Linked DNA regions of Mus musculus: regions 2, 3, 4, 5, 6 and 7 are each linked to region 1. The links are chromatin contacts, called in public Hi-C, HiChIP or PLAC-seq and promoter capture Hi-C maps. All regions are on one chromosome and are shown on one strand. The core of a region is the stretch at or near the end of the contact, and the rest is flanking DNA. Distances in the headings are between cores, read along the strand shown.

Region 1 (2,700 bases), core at 178-2,677:
TCACCCAGCCTTAATAGGATAAGATGCCTCTGGTCTTACTGCAACGAGTCATGCCAGGGCAGGTTGATATCAATGGAAGGCCTCCCCTTTCTGAAGAGAAATAGAGGATGAGTGAATGGGGGGTAGGGGCTGGGAGGAGAAGAAACTGTGGTCAAGATGTAAAGTATATTAATCAATTAATTGATTAATTTAAAAAGATAAAATCTTATGTAGTCCAGGCTGGTTATGAAATTCTGATATTCATGCCTCTACTTCTCAAGAGCTAGGATGGTAAGTGCTACCACACCCAGCTCAGACAGACCATTTTGTAATTCCAGTAGACCAAAACAAAGACAAACTCAGTAATCAGGTATGAATACAAAAATCAATCAAGAAGAACATTTTGCCAACTACAAAAATCACTAAGTACTTTCCCCATCTCTTCTAACGTGAGGGCTTTTTTTCACTAATCATAGATTAATCCTCACTTGATTCTTTTTATGCAAGAAGCATTAAAAACTTGATAATTACTCTCATCTCCTGATAGCATCTACTTACTTGAGCAGTCCCTTCAGTCACCTGAGTGGATCACCTGACGCCCCAGCTGAGCATTCTTTCAAACAGTGGGGCTTTGCAGTTCCCTGTGGTTACAAACACAGGTGTTTTTTTGTTGTTTTGTTTTTTAACTACAAGCGCATACTCCGAGGCCTTCCTAAATGGCAGCTGTATCTCCCCAGGGAAAATAGATGATACATCCAGAATTGTCTAGCAAAGACTCCATAAACAAGGAGTCATGTACCATATAAGGAAGCTTTAGTCAAAAAAGGACACATAATTAATAGTCCCAGATGATTATATCGCCTAGGACGTTGTAGTGTCTTTACTTATATGGTATGAAGTTCGTCAACAAGTTAATTACCTACTCTACACATTTCTCAACATAGCCCCTTTATTGAGCTAGTTAAGACTATTTCGAAGCTTCCTGACAGACTGTAGCTTGCTGGGCTGTTTCTCCTCAGAGGACGGCTTCGTTCCTCGGTCTAACTATGGAAAACCAGGGAAGAATCTTCTGAAGTAAAAAGCTAGAAGGTTAAACTTCTCACGAAGTGAAACGCTTCTACTGAGGTGCATTCCTCGAATACTAGACCGATTCTAGGGGAAAGCGTGAACTCAGCTCCACGGGTTCATATTAGGGTTTCCACTAAGTTAAACCTGAAAAATGGCCCCAAATTCACTTTACAAGCAACACAGCACTTTTCGAACCTCTTAGGTAACCAGCAGCACAAGAACCCGAACATCCTGACATGTTTAAAACAGTCGTGCACGCCCTCGAAACTCCCGAAGCGCACAAGCGCCGGTCTTTTCTAGCCAAACTACAAGTCCCAGTATGCCCGGCGCCGGGGAGTCGCCGAATAACTCGCGCCACGAGAAGCACGTAAGGTTGGCTTTACTGTACGCCTGCGCTTTGGCGAGCTCTGCGCAGGCGCACTTCCAACGTTTGAGAGGAGGGCGGGGTGTCGCTCCCTTTCGCTGATGCAAGAGCCTAGTGCGGTGCTGTGAGAAGTATCGGTGGGAGCTACGCTGACTCCGGGCCGTGAAGCCGACCGGTTTGACTTTTCATCCCTGCCGAACCCGCTCGAACTACAGCCATGTCCGGGGACGAGGTGAGAGGCTGAGCTGGAGTTAGGGCTAAGGACTGAGGCAGGAAGCCGAACCCACACCTGTGTGAGAAGCCGGGCCTGCGGCCTAGCTGTAGCCGGCCGCCATGTGGAGCAGCCCGGCCTAGGCGTCCCGGAGCTGTGGAGCCGGCGAGGACTCTGGATCCTCAGACTTGGTCTCCCTCGGCTCTCCTCAGGGCGGCGGCGAGGCCTGTCTCCCACGGTGATCGGCGTTTCGGAATGGAGAGCGTGTTGAGCCGTCCTCTCGGAAAGGGGTTGAATGCCGAGTTAGTTTGCCCGGCCGCCCCGGCATTCCTTTCCTCACACACATAGCCGCCTCGGCTCTCACGGCTGAGGGGTCAGGGTGCCCTGCGAGGCCCCTCTCGGTTCCGGTGGAGCACCGAGGTTAAAACTTTGTAGGCTGCCTTTTCCGGGCGGATATCTCGCTCCCGTTTCCCGCTCGAGGCCTTATTTCTTAAGACAGGAACCCAAAGAGCCAGAGGAGAAGATATTTTAAGTCTCAGGAAGTGACCACCTTTCGAGAAAAGTTTTCGGGCCCGAGTCCCAAAGTTTCCTTTACAGGCGAGGTGAGCAGGAAGGTCCGGCTGTGAAACTGACTGGGTTTGGATCTCAGAATTTTTCAAGCCCCGTCCCCCGTTTTATTGTGTCTTTTTTTTTTCTTTTAAATCTTTTTGGGTTTTGCCTTTTCCAGATTTATCCTAGTTCACATACCATTAAATGACTTTAAAGAAAAAAGAGTGGTCTTGGCTTAGATATTGCTTAGCATTGGGCCTAGAAGCCTAATCCTAGCCCCAAGGAAGTACTTTACGAAGAATTTGTGACTTACTTGACTTACAGGCCTAGGGGAGGGGTAAGAGGAATAGTTGAAGGTTCTGTGCAGAGTTGGCTTTTGAATGGGCTCTAGAAATGATCAGAATTTTCTCAACCAATGAGAAAACTGATCACAAGGCGTTTATGGTCAAGAAGGGAGAAAGTGCATAGAAAGTGAAGTATTCACTAGTTTGGTTGAAGTAGATGCTGGTTAGTTTATGGAGGACTTAGG
Region 2 (2,700 bases), core at 34-2,533, 490 kb before region 1:
GATCTACTTACTTGGAAAGTAAGAGACATCCTTCTGTCACTCTGGAAGCAGCCTCAGGAAACAGCATAAGCTCTGCATCACTAATGCCAGGGAAGGGTCTGGTTCTCCCAGCTGACAGCTCTGATGGGAGGCCCACAGAGGGAACTCCCAACTCCCTCTCAACAACATCTGCCCTGGAGACACCTGGAGGCAGGCAACTAGTGACTCACCTTTCTGTGGTCAAAACAGCTGGGAGACGGCCATTTATTGGGTTTTGAAGTAGAAAGAAGGCAGAGGAGGTCAGGGCCTTGTAAGAGACCCAATTTTCAGAGACCTCCTGGGAAAATGTCCAGGATCATGAAGACTGAAGCATCCCATCAAATTGTGGTTGGTGCTGAACCCAAGATAGGGTCCTCAGTAGATGTATGTAAGCATGTAGCTTATACTTCAGCTAAGGAATCTACCACTTAGTGAGTGTGATTCTAATTGGCTGAGATCTCCAGTAAACTACGTCTCTCTGAGTCTCAGTTTCCTCTTCCGTGAAGTGGGGCTTAAGACCCTCAATATTTGTAGGCTGAAAATGACATCAACTCAGGCTCTGCACACATGTCAGGGATTAGAAGGATGTTATTATGTTAGGGGGCGGAGCCTGAAGACAGAGGGGATCCGCTACCATCTGGTAGTGTCTCCAGGACCTGGAGTCTGAAGCTCCATCTACTTACCGCCCTCTCAACTTAAATCGAGCTTTGCTGTCCTACCCTCTCTCAGGTCACAAGGAAAAAACAAATGAGAGGCCTGACCCCAGTCCCTAGATTAGCCCAGGAAACCGCCGAGTCCCTTCGGATCCCGCTTGTCTTTCAGCGTCTCTTCAACCCTCGGCCGGCTGGGCACGACATAGCGCCCACCGGGTCACCAGAGGACAAGCACCCATGCAAGCCTGGAAGGCGGGGCTGGCCTTGGTGACGTCTCAATGTCATATGCAAATAAAGCAACGTCATGGCCTACCGGCTTGGAGCAACCAATAGGGAGCCAAGAACGCAGCTCCGGCTGCCGCCGGCGGAGACAGACAAAGAACGGGAGAGGGGGGCGCAGGGCGTGTCCTGGGGGTGCCCGGAGCCCCCAGCCCGGAGGTCGGGACTCACCTGGGGCCGCTGCAGCAACCGCTGCGCTGAGGTAGTTGTGCGGCCGGGCGTCCCCGGGTCGCCGGTGCTCACAACTGGAGCCGCATACCGGGGACGGGCCGAGAGACGGCGGGGCTCCCGAACGGACGCCCGGAGCTGCTGCGGCCGCTGCGCCCGGGCTCAGGGCACAAATCCGAACGCTTCAACAGCTGATTGTGACGTCACAAAGGGGCCCGCCCGCTCGCGTCAGCGGCCGTCGGGACGGCAGCCAATCACAGGCGCCGAATGCTCTTTCCCCGCCCCTCCGCGGTTTGCCAGCGGGTGGCTGTAGCCCGGGAGCTGCTCTCGGAGCCTCTGTCTGAGTGGAGGTGACGGCCCGAATTCCCTGCCCCCAGTTACCCACAGACCTCACACTGAAAGCGACCCCCCAATTCTTCCTCAAGAATCCCACCTCGCTGCTTTTTCCGCACACATCCCTGCTCCCTCACTTGCCCCAGAGCTCCGCACATCCCTTCTCCTGCATCTTAGGTGCAGGACACCCACCCCACCCACCCCCGCCGCGCTCCATCTGTAAGTCCCTTTTACCCTCCTTGTCCTTTTACCCCACTTCTCTACACTGCCCTACTTGCCTGCTCTCCCTCCTCTATGTTTTTTGTTTTCCCCGCTCCTTTTTACGGTGGGCTTGAGCGGACCTTGCCCCTTCCGCGGTTACAAAGGAGCACCTGCGAGTGTTAGAGAATTGATGGGGCTGACAGGAAATCTGGCCAGCGTAGGACTTGGAAAGAAATTGCTCTAAGCTGAATAAACATTGACCTGGAGACAGCTCGGCTTAGAACGTTTACATACCTTATTTAGTCCACGTTGCTACCGGAACAGGTCAGGGGGGAAAGAGTGACAGACAGGGCAGGGATTGTTAGTCCTGATTTACATGTGGAGAAACTGAGATTACATGTACCTGCCTTTCATCTCACCACTTGGTAGATAGAAATGGGTTCAAGAGTTTGAAAGGCAGCTTGAGCTACAGGAGACTCCGAGGGAGGGGAGGGAAAGAAGAAGGGGCACCTACGGTTGCTTCTTCCAGACTGCCAGCTGACACTGAACACTTACCATATGCCAAGCACTGTGCTGCCTTTTAATCTTTACAATAAACCCAAAAGGTAGGTAGCATCCTCCTTTTACAGTTAAAGAAACAGACCAGGAGAATCTAAGCAACTTTCCGAGGTAATTAAGGAATAGTCCTTGGCAGAGCCAGGAGTTTAACTCACAGGTACTAGCCTTGACTCTGATCACACCCTACACCAGAGGGACTGAACTCCAGGGTTCTAAAGGGAAACCTGGCTTCCAGTCCTGTGTCTCAACCTGTGTGATTTCAAGTTAAATCCTTACTATTCTGGGCCTTAGTTTATCTGTCACGCTGCCATGGATATTCACATTTAGAACTGACAGGGTTTTCCAGACCCGTCATCCTCCAAGACTCTGCCAGGTTTGTGCTCCAGGCCCCAGCTCTTGCAATGGCCTGTGAAATACTTAGGGGATTTCCATGGCTAGAGCGTCTGGGTCTCTGGAACAGAGTTGGGAGATGAGGTTCGGAGGGTTGCCC
Region 3 (2,700 bases), core at 51-2,550, 510 kb before region 1:
CCACTCCTGTTCAGCTGCCTTCCCCTCCTTGTACATCCTCTCCAGTTGTCGCTCCTAATCCTTCTGTCCAGCAAGTAAAAGAATTAAATCCAGATGAGGCTAGTCCTCAGACGAACACCTCAGCAGACCAGAGCACTCTGCCTCCTTCACAGCCAACCACAGTAGTTTCTCCCCTTTTGACCAATAGTCCAGGCTCCTCTGCCAATCGTCGAAGCCCAGTCTCATCCAGTAAGGGCAAAGGAAAAGTGGACAAAATTGGCCAGATTTTGCTGACCAAGGCTTGTAAGAAAGTTACAGGCTCTCTGGAGAAAGGGGAAGAACAATATGGTGCAGATGGAGAGACTGAAGGCCCAGGGCTAGAGATCACAACTCCTGGGCTAATGGGAACAGAGCAGTGCTCCACAGAGCTGGACAGTAAAACCCCAACACCCTCAGCACCCACTCTACTAAAAATGACCTCTAGCCCCATGGGCCCAAGCTCCACCTCAACAGGACCCATCTTACCTGGCGGTGCTCTTCCCACCAGTGTACGCTCAATAGTAACCACATTGGTACCCTCTGAGCTCATCTCCACAGCGCCAACCACAAAAGGCAATCATGGTGGCGTAACATCTGAGCCACTTGCAGGTGGCCTAGTGGAGGAGAAGGTGGGATCCCATCCAGAGCTTCTACCCAGCATAGGTATGTACTTGAGCTTGGCATCAGCTCCTCATGTCAGGTTTTTGCTGGCCTGTCCCACAAGAGAGAAAGCACAGCCCTTTTCTACTTAAAAGAAGAAAAATGGCAGTTGTAGATTTACTTACTGAAAGTACATTGAAAAATATGCTTTTAAATGCCATGTTCAGTTTATATTCATTAACATGGTTCTTTCCTGGCTTCTGAACTGATTCATGTTTCATTTTCATGTGTATATATGTTCCTCAGTTTTAAAAAGCATTTTCATACATACTATCTCACATCATCTTTATACCAACCATTGATATAGTCTTATTCCTTCCTGTGGGTGAAAAGATTGAAGCTCAGAAATGTCTAATATTTGTTGAGCCTATACTCTTTTATGTCTCTGGCCTGGCATCATCCCTTGAGTGTGAACAACAACTTCTTTATGCCCCTCCCATTGTACTTCTTGCCTTGTTCTCACTGTATGCTAACTCAGGGGCCTTTCTGTTTGGACTGCTCCAGAAAAGCTTACCAGAAAACCAGATTTCATGATAAGCAAAGGAAGATCTGAGTGGGGAAAAGTCAGATAGACTTGCAGTATTTGCCAGCTCAATGGGCTGGGACAAGTCTCACTTCCTCCTTTGTAATGTGGAGACAGTCATAGTCACAAGATTTCAGTGAGGTAATGAATGCTTAGCACATGCTTAGCACAGAACCTAAAATACGGTAATATGGTTTAAGTGTTATTGCCTGTTTCCTTTGGACATGGCCTCTTAGTAAACTGCATTAGTGGACATCTAGTTCAAGTTATTTCTTGTGCACTAGGTCAGTGGTTAGTACTGGAAACAGGTGTCTTTATACCTCCTTTCTCCTGTATGGCTCAAGTAGTGCAGAAGCTCCACATACCTAGAGATAAGTTAGTCATAGCTAGGGGCCTCTGCAGTATCTAAGCCAGCTAATAATACCTCTTTTATTTATGCAGCTAAAATACTTTGAGTGCCTACCAATTAGGAGGAGGAGCAGAAAGGATACCAGCTTCAGGTTATGATCAGAGTTCAAATTTTAGCTCCACTGGTTGCCAGTTACAGTCTGGTGAGTTCCTCGTACTTCACCTGTAAAGTGGAGATTATAATTTTACCACCCAGGATATGTAGGATTCAGTGAGAGAACTTGAATATCAAGTGCCAGCTTACTGCCCCAGACATAGCTCTAGAAAGGTTCCGTCCCTTCTTTCTCCCTCTTACCTAAAGAGATACAAGAAGGGGTGAAGACCTGCAAAGAGTTCAATGTCCCTACGAGAGAGAGACTTTGCTGGGGACGGCTCTGTGTTTCAAGGTTGAATTTTGTTGATGTAGGTGACTATAAGAATTAAAAAGAAAGCTGAGCATGGTGGTGCACACATGCAGCACGTGGGAGAGGAGGTAAGATGGAGAGCAGAGCCACTCTCGGCTACAGACTTGAGTTTGAGGCCAAGCTAAGCTACATGAGACCTTGTGTAAACCAGAAGGAACTGGTGTGGCTTAAGTATGTTCTCTGATGCTTGATATTTCCATTTCTGTTTCCTTCTAGGGAACTTTTTCCTTTAATACTAAGAGAATAATGATGAAATAATTAGAAAATATTTTTATTTGAATCACAATTGATAGTAGAGAAACATAAGTTTTAGGGAGATGAACCAGCAATTAAGCTACTAAGCAGAGAGAAATCTACAAAATTCAGTTTCCATCAAAGGGTAAAACTTACTGTTGTAGTTTATCAAGAATTTTAAGCTATAGTGTTAAGATGGAAGGCATACCCTTGATAGCCCTGGCATACTTAAGCCTTAAGTCTTTACTGTACAGTCCATAAAGTTGTGTTCCAGAGTGTCTCGTGTGTTCTAGTTCTAGGGTCTAAGTCTGTTCTGTCTTTCAAAGACTCATGCTGACATTTCTACCTGAAATATTCCTTTACATTTTCAGCCTAGAGTATTCTTTTCCTTTGGACTCCCATGGCACTTTATATTTTATGTGTCTCTTTCCATATGACATCATAGTGGAGTAC
Region 4 (2,700 bases), core at 5-2,504, 400 kb before region 1:
TTAGAGCATGTGACTGTGTTCCTGACTGCTGTTGGTCATTTTGTCTTTGCATCAGCTTTGGAGGTAAGTATTTCCTTATACAGATGAGAAAACTGAGGTACAAAAAGATAGAGCCACTTGTTCAAGGTCCTGTGACTGCTAAATAGAAAGACTAGGAATTGGAGCCTAGCTCTCTAGGCCTTGCCCAGTGCTGTCCAACCTCGCTGTTTGTAATGATGACCGTGTCTAGTCTGTATTCTAATAGAGTGGCTACTAATATTATACAGAAACTAAGTTTTTTCTTTCTTTTCTCCTCTATTTCCAGCTTTGTGGCATAGGGTTTCATATTGCCCAAACTGGCCTTAAGCTCACTGTATAGCTGAAGATTACCTTGAACTCCTGATCCTTCTGCCTTCACCTCTCAGATCCAGGTTTACTGGTGTATACTGTCATGGACAGATTTTTTTCCATTAGTTTATTTGTTTGTTTGTTTGAGACAGATCCTAGACTGTAGCCAAGGCTATCCTGAAACTCACTATATAGCCTAGGCTGTCCTAAAATTAGAAGAAGTCATCCTATCTTAACTTCCTGAATACTGAGACTACAAAGAAGAGCCATGGTGTCAGTAGAAACTGAAATTCTTGTTTAAAATTAAATGTATGAAGCTACATGTGACCAAGCTTCTTATTGGACAGTGGTCAAGCTTCTTATTGAACAAGTGCAACTGTAGCCTTTGGCTATGAACATAGGACTTCCTGCTTCCTATAAAGACCCTTCTCAATTCTACCCATTTCTCCCGAGGCTCCTGTAGGGTAAGATATCCTTACACCCAACATGGATTCTAACACAAAAGAATCAGCAAATGACAGGGCAGTGTGGCACACAACTTTAATGCTAGTACTTGGGAGGCAGAGGCAGGAGGATCTCTGAGTTTGAGGCCAGCCTGTTCAGCATAGTGAAGCCAAGACTACACAGAGAAACCTTGTCTTGAAAAACAACAACAATCGAAAAAGGGGGGAAAAGAGTCTGCAAATGTATGTAGAAGGCTGCTGAAGCCTCCCCTCCCCGTGAGGGAAGCAGAGCCCAGGTACCTTCCTGGTTCTCTCAAGGAGCTGCGATATGCAGCCAAGCGTCAGAAGCGAACTCCTAGAGCAAGCTGCCCAAGAAGTTAGTTCCTGTTGTTTTGTCTGGGTGTCAAGCAGGAAGTGAAACTGACCAGCTGTGAGTAGGAAACCTACCTGTGAGTGTAGCCCCGGAGTGAAGGTAAACAGTGAAGTGGGCAGACCACGCCCAGGCCAGGTGTGTCTCTCAGGCCTGGTTAGAATGGTGACCAATCTGAGCTGACTGAGAGGAGGTGGCATCTTCTGCTTGTGACATCCTCATTTCACAGATAAGAATCACCCAGTGATGAATCACAGGCAATTGGAATATATAGACATGCCTTGGTCTGTGGGAGGGTAGGGCTTCAGGCACTGGTCTTTCCCTGTCCCAACCAGGTTGTTTTCGTTAGCTGTCCGTCCTAAAGAGGGCATTGCCCTTCCTCAGAGGCGTTGTGTAGCATTCTCACGTTGCTGAATTCAGTTTGTAGACAGACAGACTACAGCTTGAGTCTACACTCTGCCTTTCCCAGGCAGCTTCTTTAGCCTTTCTGCGCCTCTGAGTTTTCCTTTTCCGTCCATGAGATGAAGAGAGTAAGTGGAGCTTTCTGGCATGGATCTATAACCCTAACACTTAAGAGGCTGAAGCGGGAGGATAGCAAGTTTGAGGTTAGCCAAGGCTACAAAAGGGAATTCCAGGCCATATGAGACCTGACTCAAAAAAAAAAAAAGTATTTTTCATGGATTTTTTTGGGGGTGTTTTTGTTTTTTGGGTTTTTTTGTTTGTTTGGTTGGTTGGTTGGTTTGGTTTTTCGAGACAGAGTTTCTCTGTGTATCCCTGGCTGTCCTGGAACTCGCTCTGTAGACCAGGCTGCCTCCCAAGTGCTGGGGTTAAAGGCGTGCACCACCACTGCACGGCATGGATATTTTTTTAAGTTTGAAAAAAGAAAATATGTTAATGGCACTGCAGTTATCATCAGTGATAATTAACCAGGGTATCCCCTGCATATTTCCACCATCAAAGCTGCCGGTATAGCAGCCAGGGACATTGAAATAAATATTTTTAAAACTTGAAATAAATTATTTTATGCCCACAGAGATGATGGGGCAGAGAAAGAGGAAATTTCCAGAAACCTAGATGATCTTATAGGCTCTACTAAGTAGAGAGAGGCATCAAGTGGTTGTGCAAGGACTTCATAGACACAGCATATCCTAAGTTCCTGCAGAGCATAGTAGTCAGCATGCTTTGTGCTGTGTGCACTGTCCAGGGACTCCTAATGTTTGGAGCATCTGTTTGGGATTTGTCCTCTCACTAAGTGACTTTAGCTCTGGCCTTGGGACCCTGAGTAGACATTTTGTGAAGTCTTTTGTTCTAGTTGAATATAGTTAATATTGTAGAATGTCCCATTGAAATACTAGCTGCTAGTATTGATCTCCCAGGTCCCACCTTACCTATTTTCTTGCATTGGCCAGTGGAAGAGAAAAGAAGAATAGGCCCTGCTCTGGACATGTCTTTAATCCCGGCACTTGGGAGGCAGAGGCAGGTGGATCTCTGAGTCGAAGGCCAGTCTGGCTTACTGAGTGAGTTCCAGGACAGCCGGGACTATCTTCAAAAACAAAAACA
Region 5 (2,700 bases), core at 177-2,676, 480 kb after region 1:
TGAACTATAGTTCGTCTAGAATTAATCATGATCCTTCTGCCTCAGTCTCCAGAATGCTGTGATTGCAAATGGATGGCATCTTGCTTAGTTCGATAAGTGCTCCGTGAGTGAAGAGTGAAATTATCTCCTGTTGCTATGCATGCAGGGCAAGGGAGTAGGAGGGATGTGAGCCTGGAAGCCAGAAAGACCCAGGTTAGAAGAGAGGTCTGCTTTTAGTACTCATGTGTCTCAGTTATGCAGGGTTTACCCAAGGCACAAATGATAGCATAGATCAGCCAGCTCATGTGTCATGCAAACACAGAATAAGTGACATACATGTATTGCATATATATATATATATATATATATATATATATATATATATAAAATCATATGTCATTTTATTTATTTTCACTATTTTTGTGTGCATGGGTGTACTTGTTTGCAATGTGAATACAGGTTCCCAAGGAAACTAGTGGTGTCAGATCTCCATGGAGCTGGAGTTACAAGTGGTTGTGAGCTGCCCAATGTGCATGCTGTGAATTTTACTCTGCTCCACTGTAAGAGCAGCCCATGCTCTCTCTCTCTTTCTCTCTCTCTCTTCTGGTTTTTTGAGACAGGGTTTCTCTGTGTAGCCCTGGCTGTCCCGAAACTCACTCTGTAGACCAGGCTGGCCTCAAACTCAGAAATCCGCCTGCCTCTGCCTCCCAAGTGCTGGGATTAAAGGCGTGTACCACCACGCCCGGCTTTTTTTTTTTTTTTTTTTTTTTTCAGCCCATGCTCTTAACCGCTGAGCCTTCTATCTCTTTATGTCTTTTCACTTTTATTTTTATTTTTTAAAGGCAGGGTCTCATGTAGCCTAGACTGGACTCAAACTTGCAGACCCTTCAGCCTCTACCTTCAAGTGATGGGACCAAACCCTCAAAGGAGTGGCATTTCTCCTCCTGGTGGGTGGGTAGGCTTACCTCTTTAGAGGCTGCACCCTTAAGCTGAGTCAGGCCCACAGACTGTTACTGGTACCCTCTCCCCATGGCTCACAAAACGTGAGAAACCATCTTCCTTAGCTCGTTTGCCAGTTAACTCTGTCTGCAAAGTCCCTGGAGCCTATGGTCCTGACACAGGCAGCCCTACCCCAGGATCCTTGATTCTTTTTCTTGTCCTTCAGCTTCCACGAGCTACGGTCCAATCCTCGACGGCGCACAGAACTGGATCCTTGTGTTGCCCCATCCATAGAATCCGGCCCCTTTATGTTCCGCAGAGCGCCCCACCCTCAACCTCCTCTAACTGTGGCCGTGAGGGAACGCGGTTCTGACCCACTCCCAAGTGATCCCGCTGCACATCTTTAGTTTACCGGGTAGCGTCTCTTCAGTCACTCCCGGGGCCCCGCCCCCGTTAGCCCCGCCCCCGACAGCCTGTCCTCCGAAGCTCCGCCCCCGAGGCCGGGGTAGGGTGGCGACTGGCTCTGCTGCCCCGCCGCCCTCTGCCCTGGGCGCTGGGTCGGAGCGGGCCGGGTACGGCGGGACCGGGCGAGCGCAGTGTACTGGGACTTCGAGGCGAAGATGGCGTCAGGCAGGCGCGCTCCGCGCACCGGGTTGCTGGAACTGCGCTGCGGGGCGGGCTCCGGGGCGGGTGGCGAGCGGTGGCAGCGGGTGTTGCTCTCTCTGGCGGAGGACGCGCTGACCGTGAGTCCCGCCGACGGCGAGCCCGGCCCGGAGCCGGAGCCCGCGCAGCTCAACGGCGCCGCTGAGCCCGGCGCGGCGCCCCCACAGCTGCCAGAAGCGCTGCTGCTCCAGCGGCGCCGCGTGACGGTGCGCAAGGCCGACGCCGGCGGGCTGGGCATCAGCATCAAGGGTAGGTGTGGGGCACCCAGGGCACGGGGTCGTGTTGTCTGTGCTGCTGCGGAGCGCTCAGGGGTCATGGGGGCTGGTAAACGAAAACCTGTCTAGGGCGGAAAGGAGTCTCCGGGGGAGGAAGGAACAGAGTGAGGGAAGAGCACCAAGGTCGGAAGGGGCTTGGGGAGTTCAGGTGACTCAGAAGACACAAGTGTGGAAGGATGGGGGGGCGCACCAAGGACATTGGTGCTTAGTTCTGTTTTGAAGCAAAATGGTAGCTATGGGTACCAAGGGCAGGAGGGTCCCCGGGAAGACTGACAGGGGCGGGGGCGGCGGTGAAAGGAAAGGGACTTGAGGCCTGGGACACTGCTAGAACAAGAAGGAGGTGGAAGTCATGAGACACAACCTAGGCAGACTGGTAAAGGCCTGGAGTCTGGGAGCCCAATGTGGGTGCCAGAGATGGGTAGGAGGCACAGGCATTAGCAGAGAAGGGGCCAGTAAGGACCTAGACATCTTGGGCTTCAGAGGCTGTTTGCCTATGCTGGGAGTCCTGATGGCTAGGGTTGAGTCTCCTCATCTGCCCATTTGTACATGAACAGGTACATGGAGAGAGTGAACCCAGAGTTGCCATTCCTTCCTGAGAATTCTTAGTTTCCAAGACTGACAAGTGTTTGGCATGATCTCAATCTCATGTATGCCAGGCTAGACACATGGTCACTATGTAGCAGAGGAGAACACTGAATATAATCTTCCTATTTCCACCTCCAGAGTGTTGGGATTACTGGGCTCTGCTGCTAAAATAGGTTTATGTTGTGCTGGGGATCAAGCCTAGAGCTTTATAGATGCCAAGCAAGCACTTTACCGACTGACTCCTTCCCTAACTCATTTA
Region 6 (2,740 bases), core at 203-2,702, 460 kb before region 1:
GATGTTCTTCTCCTCCTTGGCCCACACTCAGTTTTTCGCTGATCCTCTTATCCTTTTGGTTGTGAGCCTAGCCTTTGAGGGCTGAGCCTTCTCTCCGGCTGTCTTTCCTGATTCTCATTTATATTTGTTGTTTCCTGACTCCGAGGCTGTCCCCTCTGCTTGGAAACCATGAGAAGGCATCCTGCCGTTCTCATCTAAAATGTCACCCTGTTCTGTCACCAGCATTCCTCCCTTCCCCATGGATATTCTCAATTATGCATTTTATTTTATTTTATTTTATTTTTCTAAAAATATAGTTTTTCCTTTTTAACTGGGGTACAGTATGATAACCCAATACAGTATACAAGTAATCATAGGGTAACTGACATATGACTTCAAACATTACTGTGCTAGGAAAAATCAAAAACCTCTACTCCCTATTTTGAAGTATTCAATACTTTTTGTTAACCATGGTCATACAATCGATGCACTGTTCCATTTTCTTCATGGATATAAAAATTTCTTGCATAATTAATTATTATAGCTAATTTTAAAGCACCCATGTAGCACTTTTCATACATAACGACTGTTGGCGCTTATCAACGGGCTCTGTTGGCGCTTATCAACGGGCTCTCCAAACCCCTGACTTGTTATGTTTGCTTATCTCTGAGCTGTACACACTCCCACCTGGAGGGATTTCAAGCTACCAACCTGAACTGAGAAAAGCAAAACTGCATCCTACACAGAATTTGCTGCAGTACATGTCCTGGTTATTATTCTCAACTTCACACAATCTAAGGTCATTTTGGAAGAGGAAACCTCAGTTGAAAAATTGCCTTCCATCAGATTGGTCTGTGAGAAATTGTCTTGATTTTGAAAAATTGATTGATGTGAGAGGGCCCAGTTCATTGTCGGAGGAGGAAGCATCCCTGGGCAGGTGTGCTGGTGTTGTGCATGAAAGCTGTTTGAGCATGAGCAGAAGAGAAAGTCTATAAAAGCAGGGTTCTTCCGCGGTTTTAGCCTCAAGCTCCTGCCTTGAGTTCCTGCTCTGACTCCCTCGGTTAAATAACTTGCTGAAGGTCGCAAAGCTAATAATTAACCACTCCAAAGTGTTTCCTCGCCACACAATATAGTGCCTTGAGGATGGTTGGCGCTCAGTAAATACGAGTGTCGCACTTTTTAAAAATATAAAGGTAAACATTTTAACATTAAAATATTCACACGAGTGAAATTATTTCTTTAAATTTTGCTCACGATCTCAGTAAAATAGGTACAATATTTCTTCACTTCTCTTGCTTGATCAGAGGCGTAGTCCAAACCTTTGCAAAAAGTTTGACACATCCCACTTTCCGTCGACTCGCCGCAGGGCTTTCTGGGAATGGTAGTCCTAAAGTCTGTGTGCTCCAGCAACAGCCACGGCACTCGTTCCACGGAGGTACTACAGTGTGGCGCGCAAGTCTTGAGGCTCTTCCGCATTGCCTGCGCGCCCGCCTCAGTTATCATGGCGGCTCCCTTGGCCCTGGTGCTTGTGGTGGCCGTGACCGTGAGGGCGGCCTTGTTTCGCTCCAGTTTGGCCGAGTTCATTTCCGAGAGGGTGGAGGTGGTGTCCCCACTGAGCTCTTGGAAGAGAGGTGAGGCCACTGACTAGAGTAGGGCGGTCGGCGCTCTGCCAGCCTGTGAATTGAATTGGAGGTGGAGGAGGTGGACACAAGCGCACGGTTCTGTGGAGACTGACCCGCGTCTGGGGGTTCTTTTCGAGCTGAGGGCGGAGCTTTGGTGTGGAGGATGGGGTGTGGAGGAGATGTGGAGTGTGAGCCCCACTACCCTAGGGATGGGTATCCGAGGGGGCGTGTCCCAGTATCCCGAGTCAGGCGGCGGGATCCGCGGAAGGATGGATATCCGAGGGTGATGTGTGCATTGGGACTTGTGAAGTGTTAGCTTTTGACAGTGAGATTGCTGGGGGTGTTCCACCGAGTAGCAGATAGCCGAGCCGGTGACCAGGACCAAGGTAACCAGTGCCTTTGTAAGAAAGGCAGCTGTGTACTTCAGTCACCTATGCCCAATCTAGGATTCCTCGTGAAGTTTTTCTTAGTTTGCTTTTTAAATATATGTATGTATGTGTGTGTGTGTGTGTGTGTGTGTGTGTATTAAACCCTATTGCATACTATCGCCTCCAAGAAGACAGAGATTGAGCTGAAGGAGCCACAGGACAGTAGAGGAGACGAACAAGTTTCTATAGTCACTTCCTTAGTGTCTGACCCTGAGTAAACTGCCTTCCCTTTTCCGGAATGAATGAATGAAGGACCAGGTTTGGGAAAAGATTAGAAAAAAGAGGACTTTAAGGTTGCAAAGGATCAAGAAATACCCGAGGTTGTGAAATATTCAGAGCAGAAAAAGATGTGGGTTAGGTTGGGGCTACAGTTTGATTTATTTATTTATTTATTTATTTATTTATTGTCATTATTACTTGTGTGTGTATGGGCGGGGGTTGTGTGTGCTTGTGGTGTGTGTTCAGAAGCCAAAGGAGGATGTCTGGTGTCTTTCTGTATTACTCTACCCTTTATTTCCTAAGATGGGGTCTACTTGAACTTGAAGCTATTTCAATTGGGCTGTATGCCCCCACCCCCGGGGGTTTCTGCCGGTCTCCACTCCTACAATCCTCCCAATGCTGGAGTTACAGGCATCTCAGGCAATGGTTATTTTGGGTCTTTTGACAGGGGTGCTGGGAATTTAGATTCAGATCTTCATGTTTGCACATTGA
Region 7 (2,700 bases), core at 173-2,672, 340 kb after region 1:
AGACTCTGAGGTTCCAGCTTCACCATGACTGACATCCTGGTATGATGTTTGTAAGCCTGAAACCCTTCCTCTTCCGAAGAGGGATTTTTGAACGTTGGGGACTCTTGGAGACCTCAAACCTTTGCCTGAAACAAGTTCTTCCTAGCGTTGCTCAAGTCCACCTTCAGTCTACGGATTTGGCATGAGCTGACCTTTGTGCTACGAAAAGTAAAAGGCAGCCCTAGCTCCAGGTCGTGTTGGTGACTGTTCTAACTCCTACTCGCTCGGGGCCTCAGTTTTGACCAGGTGACCGACAGCAGGCACAGAAGTGGCAGACACAGGGTTTGCTATGTGCTCTTTATTGAGCAGAGTCCTGGCGCTAGGGGTCGTGCCAGGCACTCAGGGCCGCGGGCGAGGGCAGCGGCGCCGCTTGCGCGGCTGCTCCTCGCGGGGGTCGCCTTCACCACAGGCATCGCGTTGGGTCAGCACGTGCGCATACAGCGGCTGCCAGCACTGCGGGACCTTGGCCCCGCCCCCCGGCCTGCCTCCCACTCGACGCCCCTCCTCCTGCAGCCGTGCGTCCAGCTGCAGCAGCAGCACCAGGATCCTTTTCATCTCCCGAGCGCGCGCGCCTTCGCGCCTGTCCACGCCGTCGCCAGCCCCACGTAGCATAGGCGCCACCGCTGGGAAGCACGTTGGGGCGCCGAGCGGGTCCTCAGTTGGCCGCACCGGCCTCACAAATGGGCCCGCCGCTGCCTCGGCCAGCTGCTGCCGCTTGTCCAGCGGGAAAAGCAGCACGATCTTGGTCTGGGGGTGGGCGGGTGTGAAGGGAAGAACATGCCCTCGTGGGGCCTGAGGCTTCTTCCGTGCCCGACCCAACCTCCGGAGCCCCACTGTGCCCCGTACCCTGAGACCCTGCCTCCCCACAGGAACCCATTGACCACTGCATACTTTCCCAGCCTTGATGCGGGGGTTCTCACCCACACGGGCAGGGTCAGGAGCCTCTCGCCACTGAAAGAAAGGGAAAGTGGCGTGTTGCGAGGCCATGGGCTGGAGAGAGGGTGTAAAGGTATTTCAGGTCTGTGGTCCCAGAGACACTATACCTGATCCCTGGTTGAGAGAGCACTCTTCCTCCTCCCCCCCTCCCCCCAGCCATTGCTTCTAGAATCCCTATACTACTACTACCTATATGGGCTCCAGAGATCCTGTTCTCTCTAGAGAGTCTCTAACCCCTCATGCTCCTGGCACCCAGCGTCCCTTCTAGCCTCTCCATACTCACACTTGGCTTCTTCCTCTTGAGATGGCTGAAGAACTGCTTGTGACGGGCTTTGTCCATGTCAGGTGGCCTGTCCTTGTTGGCCTGATTGGGTGCTTTGGTCCTCTTGTGGGAACTGCTGTTTCCCATGATAGGACTGGTCACAGGACTGGTCACTAGAGGCCACTGCCCATGCTGCCTCGGCCCTGCCCTCTAACCAGGGGCCCCAGTTTGGCCCCGCCCATCAGGGTAACTGTATTGTGAGCTCACAAGTGACCTCACCACACCAAAACTCTGCTCCTCCCCTGTAACTCCCAGGGGAATCTGGCCACTGCTCCACTGTCTATGACCTCTTCTGGTCTTAGCTTCCCAGCTGCAAAACAGGGCTAGTGCTTTAACAAAGCAATACTTATAAGGTGCTTAAGGGTGAGTAGAGGGGGACTTCTATGGCTTTGATTTGAATCCTGGCCTGCCACTAATTAGCTGCTTAACTTTGGCTCAGATTCAACCTCTCAAGGCCCCAGATACAAAATGGAGTCAATTATGGTTACTGAAAATTGTTAAGATGGTTAAAAACAATTCTTGGGATGAGTCTGGTATGAGGAAGTTGGTTCTGCCAAGCAGGTTTGGTTGCAAACAGTAGAAAATCGATCTTATACCTCCAAAGGAAAACTACCAAAAAGATGTCATGGAAACAGAACCCACAGACTTAGAGCAGGACTCGGGCACTACTCTATCCCATTTGTTATAAGCATGGTCCAGAAGCTACCATCTTAGTTTAACCAAGGCAGATCATACATCAAAAATGAAACCCATTAAGGCCAGTTTTACACATGGTACAAAATGATGTGTGATATGACCCCGTACTGGCTGACATTTGCTTGTTCTTTCATTATTCCACTCAACAATCCATTTAACAGACATTTACTGCATTTTGTTGGAAGCTACATATATATATATAGGTCTCTATTAGAGGCCTCACTAGCTGTTGCAGAAGCGAGCATGAGCCTTTTTTTTTTTTTTTTTTTTTTTTTTGTCTTTTCGAGACAGGGTTTCTCTGTGTAGCCCTGGCAGTCCTGGAACTCACTTTGTAGACCAGGCTGGCCTCGAACTCAGAAATCCACCTGCCTCTGCCTCCCGAGTGCTGGGATTAAAGGCGTGCGCCACCACGTCCGGCTCAGCCTTAACTTTGAAGAGGAATTGAGATCCAGGAGAACCCAGTGTCCCAGGAGGGTATGATCCTGTGAACCAGCCTCATATGCAAGGATGAACAAAGTCCATCTGCACTGGGAAAAGGGGCCTTAGAAGCTGGGCAGAGTGGTTCCCATCTTTAATTCATTCTAGCACTGGGGAGGCATATACAGGAGGATCCCAAGTCAAGGCAAGTCTGGGCTAGAAATTAAGACCCTGTCTGGAGACAAAGATGGGAAGTGAGTGGTAACTAGCTTGTGCTGGCCTGCATGCTC

The links. Promoter capture Hi-C pulls out the DNA fragments that hold promoters and counts their contacts. Hi-C and Micro-C count contacts between places; a contact is called where the count stands out from the background. HiChIP or PLAC-seq counts read pairs in DNA pulled down with a chosen protein or histone mark. Capture Hi-C pulls out chosen DNA fragments and counts their contacts.
Region 2: a contact with region 1 is called in a Hi-C map of Sertoli cells, with 2.7 times the contacts expected there. The contact joins the promoter of Trp53inp2 here to the promoter of Eif2s2 in region 1. A contact is called at or near these places in 11 of 39 promoter capture datasets (the 3T3-L1 cell line, the C10 cell line, the HPC-7 cell line and 7 more), 1 of 484 Hi-C or Micro-C datasets (Sertoli cells), 3 of 115 datasets of contacts at active chromatin or transcription factors (extraembryonic endoderm stem cells, large pre-B cells and pro-B cells) and 1 of 9 other capture datasets (liver).
Region 3: a contact with region 1 is called in an H3K4me3 HiChIP or PLAC-seq map of pro-B cells, with 4 times the contacts expected there. The contact joins the enhancer-like site here to the promoter of Eif2s2 in region 1. A contact is called at or near these places in 9 of 39 promoter capture datasets (the 3T3-L1 cell line, the C10 cell line, the HPC-7 cell line and 6 more), 1 of 115 datasets of contacts at active chromatin or transcription factors (pro-B cells) and 1 of 9 other capture datasets (embryonic stem cells).
Region 4: a contact with region 1 is called in a promoter capture Hi-C map of the C10 cell line, with 3 times the contacts expected there. The contact joins the enhancer-like site here to the promoter of Eif2s2 in region 1. A contact is called at or near these places in 4 of 39 promoter capture datasets (the C10 cell line, hippocampal neurons, pre-B cells and 1 more).
Region 5: a contact with region 1 is called in an H3K4me3 HiChIP or PLAC-seq map of neural tube, with 5 times the contacts expected there. The contact joins the promoter of Snta1 here to the promoter of Eif2s2 in region 1. A contact is called at or near these places in 4 of 39 promoter capture datasets (the 3T3-L1 cell line, hippocampal neurons, liver and 1 more), 5 of 115 datasets of contacts at active chromatin or transcription factors (bone marrow-derived macrophages, craniofacial prominence, embryonic limb bud and 2 more) and 1 of 9 other capture datasets (liver).
Region 6: a Hi-C map of B cells shows a contact between it and region 1, with 11 read pairs. The contact joins the promoter of Pigu here to the promoter of Eif2s2 in region 1. A contact is called at or near these places in 5 of 39 promoter capture datasets (the HPC-7 cell line, hippocampal neurons, maxillary cranial neural crest and 2 more), 2 of 484 Hi-C or Micro-C datasets (B cells and CD4 T cells), 3 of 115 datasets of contacts at active chromatin or transcription factors (astrocytes, large pre-B cells and memory CD8 T cells) and 2 of 9 other capture datasets (adipose tissue and liver).
Region 7: a promoter capture Hi-C map of adipose tissue shows a contact between it and region 1. The contact joins the promoter of 1700003F12Rik here to the promoter of Eif2s2 in region 1. A contact is called at or near these places in 3 of 39 promoter capture datasets (liver, neutrophils and pre-B cells), 3 of 115 datasets of contacts at active chromatin or transcription factors (embryonic stem cells, forebrain and microglia) and 2 of 9 other capture datasets (adipose tissue and macrophages).

Annotation. Positions count from the first base shown.
Region 1 is chr2:154,891,633-154,894,332 of GRCm38.p6, reverse strand. It overlaps Eif2s2 (eukaryotic translation initiation factor 2, subunit 2 (beta)), which reads left to right and starts at 1,427. Exons shown (of 9, transcript NM_026030.2): 1 at 1,427-1,643. The coding sequence starts at 1,629.
Region 2 is chr2:155,380,439-155,383,138 of GRCm38.p6, reverse strand. It overlaps Trp53inp2 (transformation related protein 53 inducible nuclear protein 2), which reads right to left and starts at 1,283. Exons shown (of 4, transcript NM_178111.3): 1 at 1,122-1,283.
Region 3 is chr2:155,403,456-155,406,155 of GRCm38.p6, reverse strand. It overlaps Ncoa6 (nuclear receptor coactivator 6), which reads left to right. Exons shown (of 14, transcript NM_019825.3): 10 at 1-681. Among named protein-coding and RNA genes, the nearest start is that of Trp53inp2, 23 kb to the right of the region's middle. Within about 2 kb of position 1,300, at least 68 of the 459 cell types and tissues checked have an H3K27ac peak or open chromatin away from gene starts, as enhancers often do. A contact at or near this core is called in the HPC-7 cell line, hematopoietic stem and progenitor cells and pro-B cells, where this site is marked.
Region 4 is chr2:155,294,190-155,296,889 of GRCm38.p6, reverse strand. The region is part of intron 10 of Pigu (phosphatidylinositol glycan anchor biosynthesis, class U); the gene reads left to right. Among named protein-coding and RNA genes, the nearest start is that of Map1lc3a, 19 kb to the right of the region's middle. Within about 2 kb of position 1,254, at least 71 of the 459 cell types and tissues checked have an H3K27ac peak or open chromatin away from gene starts, as enhancers often do.
Region 5 is chr2:154,406,810-154,409,509 of GRCm38.p6, reverse strand. Snta1 (syntrophin, acidic 1) reads left to right here and starts at 1,426. Exons shown (of 8, transcript NM_009228.2): 1 at 1,426-1,830. The coding sequence starts at 1,539.
Region 6 is chr2:155,356,136-155,358,875 of GRCm38.p6, reverse strand. Pigu (phosphatidylinositol glycan anchor biosynthesis, class U) reads left to right here and starts at 1,452. Exons shown (of 12, transcript NM_001004721.1): 1 at 1,452-1,610. The coding sequence starts at 1,481. Mir695 (microRNA 695) reads right to left here and starts at 2,059; the gene lies at 1,951-2,059.
Region 7 is chr2:154,547,626-154,550,325 of GRCm38.p6, reverse strand. It overlaps 1700003F12Rik (RIKEN cDNA 1700003F12 gene), which reads right to left and starts at 1,422. Exons shown (of 3, transcript NM_029305.2): 1 at 1,259-1,422; 2 at 931-990; 3 at 276-786. The coding sequence starts at 1,384. The coding sequence ends at 379. All of the region lies in intron 5 of Necab3 (N-terminal EF-hand calcium binding protein 3), which reads left to right.